Regions from separate parts of the Gossypium hirsutum genome. Here region 2 is linked to region 1. The links are chromatin contacts, called in public Hi-C maps. All regions are on one chromosome and are shown on one strand. Each heading gives the region's core, a stretch centred on a gene start, on an enhancer-like site or on the middle of the called end of the contact. The rest is flanking DNA. Distances are from core to core; before and after follow the strand shown.

Evidence for each region. A called contact is a pair of places that touch in the nucleus more often than the background predicts.
Region 2: a contact with region 1 is called in a Hi-C map of leaf, with 2.4 times the contacts expected there. The contact joins the promoter of LOC107895614 here to the promoter of LOC107895547 in region 1. A contact is called at or near these places in 8 of 34 Hi-C or Micro-C datasets (callus, hypocotyl, leaf and 1 more).

Annotation. Positions count from the first base shown.
Region 1 is chrA11:23,946,820-23,953,407 of Gossypium_hirsutum_v2.1, reverse strand. LOC107895547 (ATP-dependent DNA helicase Q-like 3) reads right to left here and starts at 2,440. Exons shown (of 20, transcript XM_016820812.2): 1 at 2,286-2,440; 2 at 2,024-2,204; 3 at 1,832-1,939; 4 at 1,677-1,684; 5 at 1,501-1,584; 6 at 1,164-1,304; 7 at 1,005-1,039; 8 at 592-675; 9 at 367-455; 10 at 14-166. The coding sequence starts at 2,177.
Region 2 is chrA11:24,121,019-24,127,606 of Gossypium_hirsutum_v2.1, reverse strand. LOC107895614 (NEP1-interacting protein 1) reads right to left here and starts at 3,566. Exons shown (of 6, transcript XM_041081411.1): 1 at 2,789-3,566; 2 at 2,335-2,415; 3 at 2,238-2,332; 4 at 2,007-2,090; 5 at 1,750-1,917; 6 at 1,335-1,656. The coding sequence starts at 2,942. The coding sequence ends at 1,534.

The sequences.
Region 1 (6,588 bases), core at 1,191-3,690:
AAGCATCAGTTACCAGCACAGGAAATCCCATTTTTGGAAAGATAAGTGGACAAGTCATCACAAGTTGTTCGTTCAAGGCAGTAAACAATTGCACAGACATCTCCAGCAGATTTGAGCACATCACACAAGTCAGCATAAGCATCATCCATAAGATCTTTATATCGAACTGCACTTTTGGGTAATCATCTTAGATGCACAATAATTAAATATGGTTCTCTATGTGAAGAGCAATAACAAGAAAACTCAAACCAAATCAAATATCAACATATACAACAAAAAAAAAAAAATTTGCAAGGAAAAATGTGAACTATATGCCTATTGCTTAGTACTTGTCACTAGCATCATCAGTACAAGCTTACTACTTACCTTCATAATATATATTTGGACGGTTGAAAGATGATTTAAGGACTAAAGGATTTTGCAAATTTAAGGAATCTATGACATCCTTCTGTACTCTGCAAAATGAAAAAGAAAAAGACCAAATTATTTTGTAAATTGGTTCTGGCAATTTACCTCACGAGAAAAATCTCCTAGACTATTGGAACATGATATTCTCCCTTATGAAAGCAAAAAGTATATTACCACACTCACTTAGGAACAGCAGTGGCAGTCAAAGCCAATATTGGTACATCTTGTAGTTGGTTCCTCAAAGATGAAAGCTTCCGATAGCTAGGCCTACAATAATACACCAGCAAGAAAAGAGAAAAAAAAAAAAAAGATCAGAAACCTTCATGTAAGAGTTTTAGCAATAAAATAGTCCTCAAATGGGTGTATATGCAGAAAAAACATATGCATAGGTTATTACATATGAAAAGAACAAGAGTTGGATACACCTCAGCAAATAAAATTACGTTCAAACATGAACACGTCAGACATAGGCTACATATGAAAAGTGAAAGCCTAAATTCAGGCTGAATACTAATTGTTGTCTTTTACAGTAATTTGGCATAGAACTAAAAGAACATACTCAAATTTCTTTCCTTTTGGTGGGAGTGATCACAAACCTGAAATCATGACCCCATGATGAGATGCAATGTGCCTGCAATTTTCACAAAAGAAGCAAAATTTTAGGCAGAGACTTAATGTCTTAAAACTTCTCGTCAAAAAAGCTGCAAATTTCCAGACTAAAGTCATTGGTCAATACTAGTTCATGCAAATCACACCTCATCTACTGCAATGAGATTTAACAATCCTCTACCATGAATCTTTTTAAGCTTTGACATAAATCCTGAAGTGGCAATCAGCTCCGGTGTCACATAAAGCAAGCGAATAGATGGTTGTCCACGATCAAGATCTTCATGAATCTGATAATTAAAACAGAAACATCAAAAAGAATACAATAACATGTTCATTTCAACTGATCTCATCCATTACAACGAATAAAACCAAAATTTGCTATTAAGGGCAAATAATAATAGCCCAAGGGCCACGATGGGACATATGGTTTCCTAGTAACAAACGAAGCTCAAGCTTAACAGTCAGTGCCATAACTTAGATTACCTTATTCCTCAGCTGCGACGTTTGAGTTGAAGAGAGAAACTCAGCCGCAATTCCTTTCTCCTTCAATGCCATTACTTGGTTTTCCTAAATAGTAAATAAATTCCAAAAAAAATTTTAAAAAATGTGGGAGAAAAAAATTATTATACTAGAAGGAAGCTGCCATGCGATATACTTACCATCAAGGCTGCGGATTAAATTGGAGGAACAAATGTACCAGTTAAGTGCAATGTCCTTCCGGTTTAAAACCAGTGAATAGTTAAAAAAAAGGTTAAGAAACCTTTCAATAAGTAAAAGTTAAAAAAATAAAATAAAATGGAAGAGATACATCCACCTATTAACGGAGAAATGACGAGCACAATTCCCGTTTTAGCCAAAGCAGGGATTTGATAACACATTGATTTTCCTCCCCCCGTTGGCATTAGACAAAAACAATCTCTCCCTGAAATAAAAAGGAATGGGCTAAATTCAACAAAATTTTGAAAAAAAAAAACGATCTTGATGAAAATTTACGTTCAAAATATACCTGATAAAATGGCCTCAATGGCTTCCAACTGATTCCCTCTGAAATCAGGATGACCGAAATTCCATCTCAGGAGCTTAACCAAAGCGTCTCTTCCACATTTGCGCCGCTTGTCTTTGGCGCCAAGGTTTTGCAATGGCAACGGCGACTTCTTCATTGAATCCAATGTTGTTCTGAACTCAAGCTTTGTTACAACCGGTAATCGACGATGAGTACTATTATTGAAGAAAAATAAAATCGAAGGAATGGTGGAGTAGTTCTTCACCTGGAGTGGAAATCGGAGACCTGCCCTCACTTTCTTTCTTTCGAAGAATCGAATATCAAAAGAAGTTTTGAGCTTTGAAACCCAACAATTTTAAGAGTTCAGAGCTTAACGGCAATCATAACCTGAATACTACTGGGTAGGAAGCCCATATCGCAGACTTGAAGGCCCAGGTCAGCTTCTTTTTCAATGGAAAAGGACGGCGAGACGGTGACGGTGAAATTATTGAGGTAGCCTAAGATTTGATATTAAAATAAAATTATGGATTATTATGATTATTCAGTTTTAACTCAATTGATATAAGTATTATTAATATATGAGTATGCGTTCGATTACGTTAAAATCTCCTATTTCTATTTATATGTTGAGAGAGATTAAGGGTAATTCTAGATATAATCAAAATAAATTGCTTAAAAAACAAAAATATGAGTTAATTTCAAATGCAAAGATAAGAGTGAGTGAGTGAGTGAAAAAACAAAACAGAGTTATTAAATTAAATTTATATAAATAAATTTTTAATATATTTAAAATATTTATTTAAAATGATTCATTAAATTATAAAATTTATTTTAAAGTTTTAAATAATAAGGTGGTATTTAGAAAATTACCTAGTAATTGAATTTAGATGTAATTGTTTATAATTACACATTGGTGGTATGTTTGGTAACTATTGTAATTGACGAGTCTCACGAATTGAGTGTAATTGAAACACTCAAATATACTTTCTAATTTTTAGAGTAAGGTGAGAATTTGAATAATTACATATGTATTTACACCCAAGCCCAAATTAAAAAAAACTATTTCTATACAAATTATAAAATTATATTATAAACGTAACATGTATGAGTGTTTTGGGATAGTTATGACAAAAAATTTCTTATATTATAAATCGTAAAAAATTATATTATAAAAATAATTTATGCATTTTATAAGTTATAACAAAAATATATATTATTAAAAAAAAGTTATAACAGGTTATAAATGTTTTATAATATATTTATTTATAAAAATTTATGATCAATTATGGACATAACTTATTTATACGTGGATGTTATATATTATAAAAATAATAGACTATTTATTAAAAAAATTATAGTTTTTTATTATAACTTATTTGTAAAAGTAACTTTTAAAGTAACGGTAAAAAGTTATATTATTTATAAAAAGTATTATGAAAGTTTTGGATAATTTATTTTATAAATTATAAAGGTTAAGTATTATAAATTTTATATTATGTTGACTTAATTTACGTATTATGAAAAAAATCTTTCCGTACTAACATCATTTTAGTATAGCATTAAAAAAAATGATATTGTATTAGTATATTACATATTTTATAACTTCAATCATAAGTAGAATTGAGATGATCCATATACTTCCAAGAGTTAGGGATAGTCAAAAAATAAAAAAAATCAAAATCCGAGAGGTTCTGACTCAAACCAATTCATTAGGGGATTTTTTTTGAAAAATCGGGTTGAAATTAGAAAAATAGTTGGGTCAAGTTTGAGGTAAATCCACCCCCCGCACCGCTTCGAAATATTTACAAAAATATCTTTGATATATATATATTTTTATATATCAAGTTTTTGCTTTCAATAAATATATATCAAGTTTTAAGTCTAAACTAAAAAAAAATTATTTGCTTCAAAATAAAAAATAATAATAAAACAATTAAAAATGTAATCTTATTTGCTTAAAAATTAAAAATAAAAAAAATTCCATTAAATTCAGGTCGGGTTGGAGCGGAATCTCCTATTAAATTTCAAGTTCGGGGCAAATTTATCAAGGTTCAGAGCAAGGTCGAGTTCGGGGCAAGTATGCACTAGAACAATTAGATAAAATTAAATATGATGTTTATTGTTCTTGTTATTATATTTGTAATCATATTATTATCTACTTTGTTATACTAACATAATACATACGATGATTTAGTTTTAATTTTTTCTCCTTGTTTAGAAATTATTTTTTTATACTAATAATTTTTATAGTAATTAATATTTATTTAAAATATAAAGTATGTAATCATGTAATTACAATTTGTACTGCCAAACATGATAGAAGAAATTACGATGTAATTACACTTTATCAATCAAACACGTCTAGTGAATTCCAATTCTTTCATTCAATTACGTTGTGCTGCCCAAACAAACCTTAAGTGAAATTATCTATATATAATCTCTTTATATTAAATAAAATCATATAAAAACACGAGTTGGGACTAAATTTTGAACTAACCAATATAGTACTTGTTGTTCATTATATTACTGATTTTTTATTTAAATATTTTTATTTTTTACAAGATTTATCAAACTTATAAATAAGAATTTTAATTTAATTAAAATATTTTGTTAAATAAATTTACTAAAATTTACCATACTTGTCTATGAGAATTTTGTTTCTATTAAAAGATTTTTATTAAATGAATTTATATAATGAAAATAAAAAATTTTAAATTTTATATTAAATTAATTTATTTAAGTGTTTTTGTGTGTGATTTAGATAGGTGGAGCTGTATATTTATATGACATGATTATTGCTTATAGATGTGATACCGTAGGTAGGTTCCATGCATATTGACACGTACCCTACTCTAGGTTTAACACGTGTTTATACGATGTGGGTTCGCTTGTGTGATGGTGTGTGAACCCACATTATGCGGTTTTATAAAAGGGTGCGAGTGTTTTATATCCAAACTCATAGTGTCACGTGAACTTAAAGTGCAAACTGTGTAGAACTTGATAGGACCCAATCGGGTTACGGATTGATAATAGTGAGTCTTATAACAAATTTATATTTATATTATTATGTTTCCATTAACAAAAAATACAAAGAAAATTATATTTCTTTTGTTTTAAATAATAAAATTTAATTATTTATATAAGAATTAACTTTATATTTCATACATAAAATTTTATAAATAATATATTTATATAGTTTTTTTTTCAAATATATTTATATAGTTTAATCTAATATATTATAAGTTTATTAATAATATAATATTTATGAGCTATTGTGATAAATTTATTAATTATTAAAATAAAAAGAAAAACAGTGAAAAGGTTTCTATAGTTTGTACAAATGTTTAAAAAAGCTTTATTAACATATATTTGTGTTGTATTAAATATATGAAGTGTTTTACATTAAATATGGTAAAATTATTTTAATTATGATTTGAAATTTATTATTATAATATTTAAATGGTTAATTAAGTTAATATATTTTAATTATGTTGAACAATTTAAACTCATTACATAAATTAAAATAATTTATTTAAAAAACTAGCAAGAATAATTAAGGCCTTGTTTAATAAAATGTTGCAAAGATTCAATCAACTATAATATTTTAGCAAATTAATATTTTTTATAATTGGCGTAGAGGAATGGGGTTGCTTGGAATTGAACCCAAACTCTTATGCCTACAACATAATACTCTTGCCATTAGGCTAAGAGATTGTTGGCAGCTGTAACATCTCATATTCGACCCGATCATCAAGTCTAAGCTACGGGATGTCACATTCTTTTCTGGAGCAACTACAACTAAATACAATTCAATTTCACAGCTAATACATATTATTTAGTTCAAAACATCATTATAATAGACTTCGGGAGTTCCAGGTCGCGATGCAACTCACTAATTTGTTCTCGTCGCAACGTTGAGAGCTTGATGTCAACATCGCAATGTCATTCATTGTTTCCAAAAGGTCTATATTGTAACAGACCAAACCCGGCCCAGACGTTATGGTCGGATCCGACATGCCACATCGAAGCGTTCAAAACATTTTATATTGTTGATCCAGAAAAACCTACTTAGTGTTTTAAAAGATAATTTCATTATAGGTTAAAGTGAATGGAAGCTGTGCACCAGGTAGGAAACCGAAAAAGAGGTGGTGAGTCCATCGGACTGCTTAAGTACCAAGCTCCCTTCGGATCCAATCCTAGACATGCATACCGCCATTGCCACACCTTAACGTCATGGATATTTCTAGGAAACAGATTTGATTATGTCATTTTTAGGAAAAGTGATTAATTTTGGAAAATACTTTCATTGCGGAAGCTTTGCTTGTTGTCGTGTTATTTTGAAATCAATTGTTATTTTTAAAAACGCGCCCTAAAGCTATCCAATTTCAACAGTTAAAATAAGTAATACCTATCTTAGTAATACATATTAAAACCATCAAAAATAATTAAGCGACCTTATTACATTTAAAAACCCAAAACTTCAAACGTAAATAATAGGATGTCCAGTTCACTAGAAGAAAATCAAACTTTCAGAACGGGTGGCCACTCCGAATTCCCTCACAGCTCCA
Region 2 (6,588 bases), core at 2,317-4,816, 170 kb before region 1:
CCCAATTGAAACCCTACATATTGAATTAACGTTGATCAAGTTTGATTATTAAGTTTTGTTGATATAGTTGATAGACCAATCGGACACAACATGTGGTGGCCATGTGTATTATACTAACTTGGTATTGTTGTCAAGTTAAAAAATGTTTAAAAACATCCTAAAAACAAATAATTATTTAAAAATTTGCATCTAAGAAAAACATGGAGAAATGGTTTTGTCTGTCCTTTAGATAACTATAAACACATTATATATAAATCATTAAGAAATATAAAAAAATTATTAAAAAAATTAAAAACTGCATTCATGGACTGGTTCTTCTATTGAGAGACGGCACATAAGCCAAAAGAAGACAATAAAAAAAATCTCATGCCATTTCTGGAGAAAAGAAATAATAAAGGGGCATAGAAAAGAATCTCCATGTTCTTAAGGCCAGAACCTCAGATGAGATGAGACAAGGAAAATCAATGACTTGCATCACCTCTTTCATGCAGATGCAAATAAAGAGGATTAGCGAGGACCACATTTAAAAGAAATTATTTAGCCCAATTAAGTAGTAGACCATGGAATATTAAAACAAGTTGATCAAGTAATTCCATGTCCTTTTGTGATTGTTGACTTCATTTTCAATCGCCAGGTTTTGTTGTTGATACGTTTTAGGCCATTTCTCTTTTGTTGATAAGCTCACAGGATGAGCTATGTGGATCAGATTGTGGTTGTTAAGTCGGAAAGTGAAATTTTATTGTAGTAATTTTGAAACAATTCTCTTAAGCTTAACTATCGCTTTACCTTACAACTTGGGCTACATTTGACTCTTTAAAAGCATCTGTTGACAATTAAATAAAGATTTTTTACAATCAAAAGTTTGGTGATGGATGGGTTAGCAAAAACAACCCCGAGTTCTTAAGTGAAACCATTCCTTTTTCAATCTCTTCATGAGACAAAATAGTGTTCATATAGCTCTCATGATGAGTCATGAACTTTGACTGCTAATTATACATGTATATTTATGGCCCCTAAGACTATATTTGAAAATGAATCATGTGAACCTCATCACATGGTTCAAGACCAGATTTGGAACCTCATCATGTGAACTTGGTCATGTATCATTTTCACCTGCTTTATCAACTATTTCAGGTTGCAATATGTCCATCAAAACAATCAAATCCATGTTTATTCGGAAGCGAAGAACCATAAAAAATACTGACCTATTGTTTTAAGTCTCTTGATGAAACGTGTTCTAAGTTGCTGGGAAGTTTCTACCATGAATATAATTCAATATACAAGAGTCATTTATTGAAAGCACAAGAGTCAATATCAAGATAGGCAATTAAAAGTTTGAAAAAGTGTAAATCAAAAGCTTTATACAAAGGGCTAATTGAATTACAATGTTTGATTCTGCGATATAACGTAGGCAGACAGAGTAGGCAAAGCATTTGATTCGATGAATAAATACAAGCAGCCCAGGTAAGTAACAGCAGTAAAAACAAAAAACATAAATAACTCATCTAGTGGTATAATTTACAAAAATTAACATTACAGATCCCTTCTGCATAATGGACAAGAAGCATGACTAACAAGCCACTTATCTATGCAAGGAAGGTGGAACATGTGATGGCACTGCGGCAAGCTCCTAACCGTTTCTCCGAGCTGAAAGTCCTGCATAAAGATAAAATGAAACACCAGACGTCAACCAGACAAGCTTCTTTGATGTTACTAGTTCAAAAATCGAAAAAATATATATGGTTGGACCTGAAGGCAAACTGTACAGGAGACTTTCTCCCCAGAAGCATCGACATTGTTATTTTTAGTGATTATGATCTTTGGGATTTTTTCAACCAAATCTCCAGCCAATCCTTTAACACCACCAGTGTCGAAGATGTTCTGAACCTCCTCAAAAGGTGTTTCAGAAGCTCCCATCTGATAACAGAAACTGAAATCATTAGCAAATGGCTGATTGATGGAACCATCAAGTTGTGGCACACAAACCAAACTCCTCAGCATATTACCTGACTTTGGACTGCACTCAGCATCGCCGGACCAATTCGTTCTCGGACAAGCCTCCCACTTAGAAGGCTTGCAATGACATCAATCTGCAAAATTATTTTATCACAAACTCATCAATTTAGATAAACCAAGTCCAAGAGTTGTGTTTTATATCCCTCTTTTCATTGACATAGAAAGCACAAATCAAACCAAAACAAAACTGTAAAATCAGGTGAATAAACAAAAGTGCTCACCAAATACAACAAGCATCCGATCCCGGATTCATCTGATTGCCAAAGAACAAGAGAAGATTCGAAAACTTCGATTGAAAAAACAGCTCCAGATATAGCCCAACTGCGGCGCCTCGAACGAACCCACTCTCGGTCTCTTGTCCTATCAAAGCCCCCGTCATGGCACCTAACAGGGTGCCCACTGCACACAAACAATGTCAATCTCATTCCCAATACTTGAGTACATGATGGTTAAGCTTAGTATCAAGCATTAATTCTAAGAAACCAAACAAAAAGTCATTAATTCTAGGTGTATTTTAGAAATAAATGTAAGACAAATTAATCCAAACTGCTTTGTCTGCACGCAAGATATTCTCATAGTATCGCAATCCAACAAAACAGCAACATGAAATAATAACATCAAAGTAATATATATATATCAATTTATTGCAAAACCGACATCAAAGGCCATGAATAGATCAATAATCAAATGGCTTGAATGAAACAATATTTACATATAAATTAGATCTACAACGAGAAATTGAAACGCTTCGAGACGAGAGAAAGAAACGAACCTAATGCAAAGAAGAAGGTTAAGATCGCAGAGAAAATGTTGCCAATAATGGCGGAAAAGGCGAAATTGCAAAAATCTTTAAGCTTTTCAAGGAAATCCCCAAAGAAGGAAGGTGGAGGCCTCGAAAAACGAATTTGGTATTCATGAAATTCCATTCTTTTTCTCTCTTTTTTTTTTTCACTTCCCTTGGATTTGGGTGATTGTTGGAAAATGAGACCGGTTATGGGTGATCTACAAGTACAGGATTTAAGAACGAAGAAAGCTTATATATATATAAGGGAATTAAAGAAAAAGAAGAGAGAAAGGGTATGTATGCTTAGTGCAGGGATTTAAATAGCGGTCCGTTATCGAAATAGCGGCCGTTATATAGCGGTAACGGCACCATCCGAAACCGCTACTGCCGAAACCCACTATATCTGCAATACACAATAAGTAATGTAAAATTTACGACCGCGATACCTACAATGACCGCAATAGCATTCGTTATGTCCGCAACCGCGATAAACGCAATGCGACCGAAAACACGACCGCGACCGCAATTTAAATCCCTGGCTTAGTGCTTAAGAGATAAGAAGAGAAAGGAAATGAACCAACTCGCATTTAAAGCTTAATTTCTTTGTTAGACCCTCGCTTCCAGTTTTTCTCTTTTGAGAACATGAAAATTTCTGACTTGTGGATGAAAGAGACGATATTCTCTCTCTCTCTGTGAAGCAGTTTAATATCTTTATTTAATACACGAAAAAAAGGGTTTTAAATGCATAAATAAAATTAAAGTTATTAAATTGTAATAGTGATCATTGTCAAAAACTCATAAATGAAGTGGACTTCAAATATTCATGGTCTAAAATGTTCATTGTAAAAACTCATAATCACTCTCCATTTTCATCTTTAAAATTTGGATGATTAGCACTCATTTTTTTAAAAATATCAATTGGTTTTACTTTGCTTTTGATGTTTTGCCAACTCTTTATTAAGACATGGATCCCTTATCTCAAATAAAAAAGACATGGATCCCTTCAAACTTCAAATAACCCCATCTCTCTCCACATTTAGCAATTTTTCCACCATTTTAAACATGATTCCTAGCTTCCCCTTTTTCTTCTCTTTGTTTTTGCTTTTGGTTGGATGACTATGATTTTCCTAATATCCCCAATTATTACTTTTTTTCCCACTAACCTAATAATCACTTTTTAAGTCACCATTAATATTGTAACCATTGTCGTATTTCTTTTCTTTTGCCGATTAATATTATATACTTGAAAAGAGCCGGGAATTAAAGGGGAAGGGATGCTTCCTTTCTTTTCCCTTTGCTTAAATGATAGATTATTTATCCGAGTCTATCAGCATATTTCCTTTCTATGTATGGATGTGGTCGGATTGAGGCTCATATTAACATATAGGTCTATTTATATTTAGGGAAAGAAAAAAACAAAATTTACAAAAAAAAATAATTTTAATTTAATATTTCACATTTTAATATATATATATTTAAAACTTTACATATAAACAAATTAGTATATTGTTTATATCATAGTATTATATATTTTTATAAATTTTTATTTTTTATGTGATATAAAATATATTATATATATAAAATAAAATAATATGACATAATTTTTAAAAAATAAATAAAACTCAAGTCTTAAATGTGGAGTCAAGTTTGAAAACAGAAGCTAAATAAGTCATATATGTCAAAAAAAAATTTCTTTAACTAAATAAGTTGATATTTTGAAAATTTAGGGAAATAGACTGTTTTTTGAGAGAAAGTAAAAAAACGCTCCAACTGGACGTGTTTTACCTTTAAGTTACATTTTTTTAACTTTTTTAATATAATCAAATTCTTTGGTGAAATGATTAAATGTTATTCATTAAGTTTCAAGTTTGATTCTTCTCCCACCTACATTTATATTTTTTTTCTTTTTTTTAAAAGTTTTTTATATTTTTAATTAATGTTTTTAACATATTAACTTATTTGGTTAAACGGTTAAATAATAATAATTTCATTCTTTATACTCAAGTTCAATTTCTTAACTAGATGCAATTTCTCACTTTTAAAAAAAAAAAATCGACATATTTAGCCAATAAACTTTATATATATATATGACTAATTTAACAGAAAAAAATTATTTTTTGCTCAAAAACAAAAATTTGAGCTTCTACGTATAACCCAATCATTGAATAAGCATATATATATATATATATATGCATGTAATTCTTGTTACTTGCACTCCAATGGTAACGGTCATAAGCTCCCAATGAGTTACGTTGGAGCCAATGCAAAGTCCCAAAAGAAAACAAAAACAAAAACAGACATACAAGTGGGAGGGAAAATATCTCATTCGTTTATCAAAGAAGGAAAAAGGAAGAAATGTTAAAATTAATTATTTTAAAAAAATAAAAGGTAGGCGAAAATCAAAAGAAACCAACTAAAGTGTTGCATGCCTTTCAAGTTAAGATGATGATGGCATTGATGGAAGAAAATAAAAATGATGCAACATCTAAATCACAACCGTCGCATGCATCACCCTTCCTCTTCCACACACGATTTTAGATTATATTCATCCTTCTAAGTTTCAATTTAACAGTCCCATTACATCATCATCACCTTTGAAATTCAATTTTAGGTGTATATTGAAATGACCTCTATTTTTTTTTAATTTAAAATGTAAATTTAATTGTTATTATCGTTAAAATTCTACTATTAAATATCAGTTTATTACAATATTATTTTTTTATTATATAATTATAAAGTGTTTTTTATTTGAAAATGTCACACAAATAAATTTAAAAATAAATAAAATTTAATAGTGTTAATAATTGAACATAAATTTTAAAATCTGAAATGTTAAACAAATTAAATCCTAAACATGTGAAGAGTGTTAAGATTTAGAATAAAATTTCACCATATATTCTTATCAAGAGATAAAAGAAATTTTATATTTGAACCGGAGATATGATACCAACATAAAAGAAAACGAGTCATTTATCACTACACCAATTATTATAGTTTTACCATTTTCTTCTTCTTCTTATACATGCATAAATATATAGCGAAATGATCCACTTACATCAATTTGAAATTTTTAATCAATTCAATATCTCTATCATATCAATCTAAAATAATATCTTATATATAATTGTTAAAAACTTCTTTTTTAATACTTAAAACGAATAGTTAAAAATTTTCAAATTTATGTTAAACTTGACATACATTACCTACATAAATGAAACAATAAGTTGAATCATTGAATTGTTAGAATATTTATACTACTTTAATTTTATACTTAACATCCCTCCGCATATATATAGACAATAAATTGATCAAATCACCAAAATATATAAATTTTTGTAATTGTATTTGATTTTTGGCCAAATTTGTTGCATTACTAGTGAAAGTTTGAAAATGTTGTAGTAAAATTAATGCAAATAAATAAAAGAAGTAACAAGAAATTTTATGTGATGACTTGATGATTAAGAATATTTACGGTTCTATGTGTGCCATGAATTCGAGTTATACTAGTCGAGCTTATTATTCAAACTTTATCCTATTATTGTAATTGAGTAAAAAAAAAAAGAATGAGAAAGAAAGGTTAGGAAGGTCAGGTGCTTTGATCTCCAAGAAAGGTCCCCATCAAGGAGATTATGCATACATGAACATGGTATCCTACTCTAGTCAACAAAGCTCCAGAGATTACTATATATGACATTGATACGAGATCAGTTTTCTGCAAAATTTGTCAACAACAAAATCTGAAATTTCTGGAACAACCCTGGTTAATATTAAAACAAATTCTGGGATTT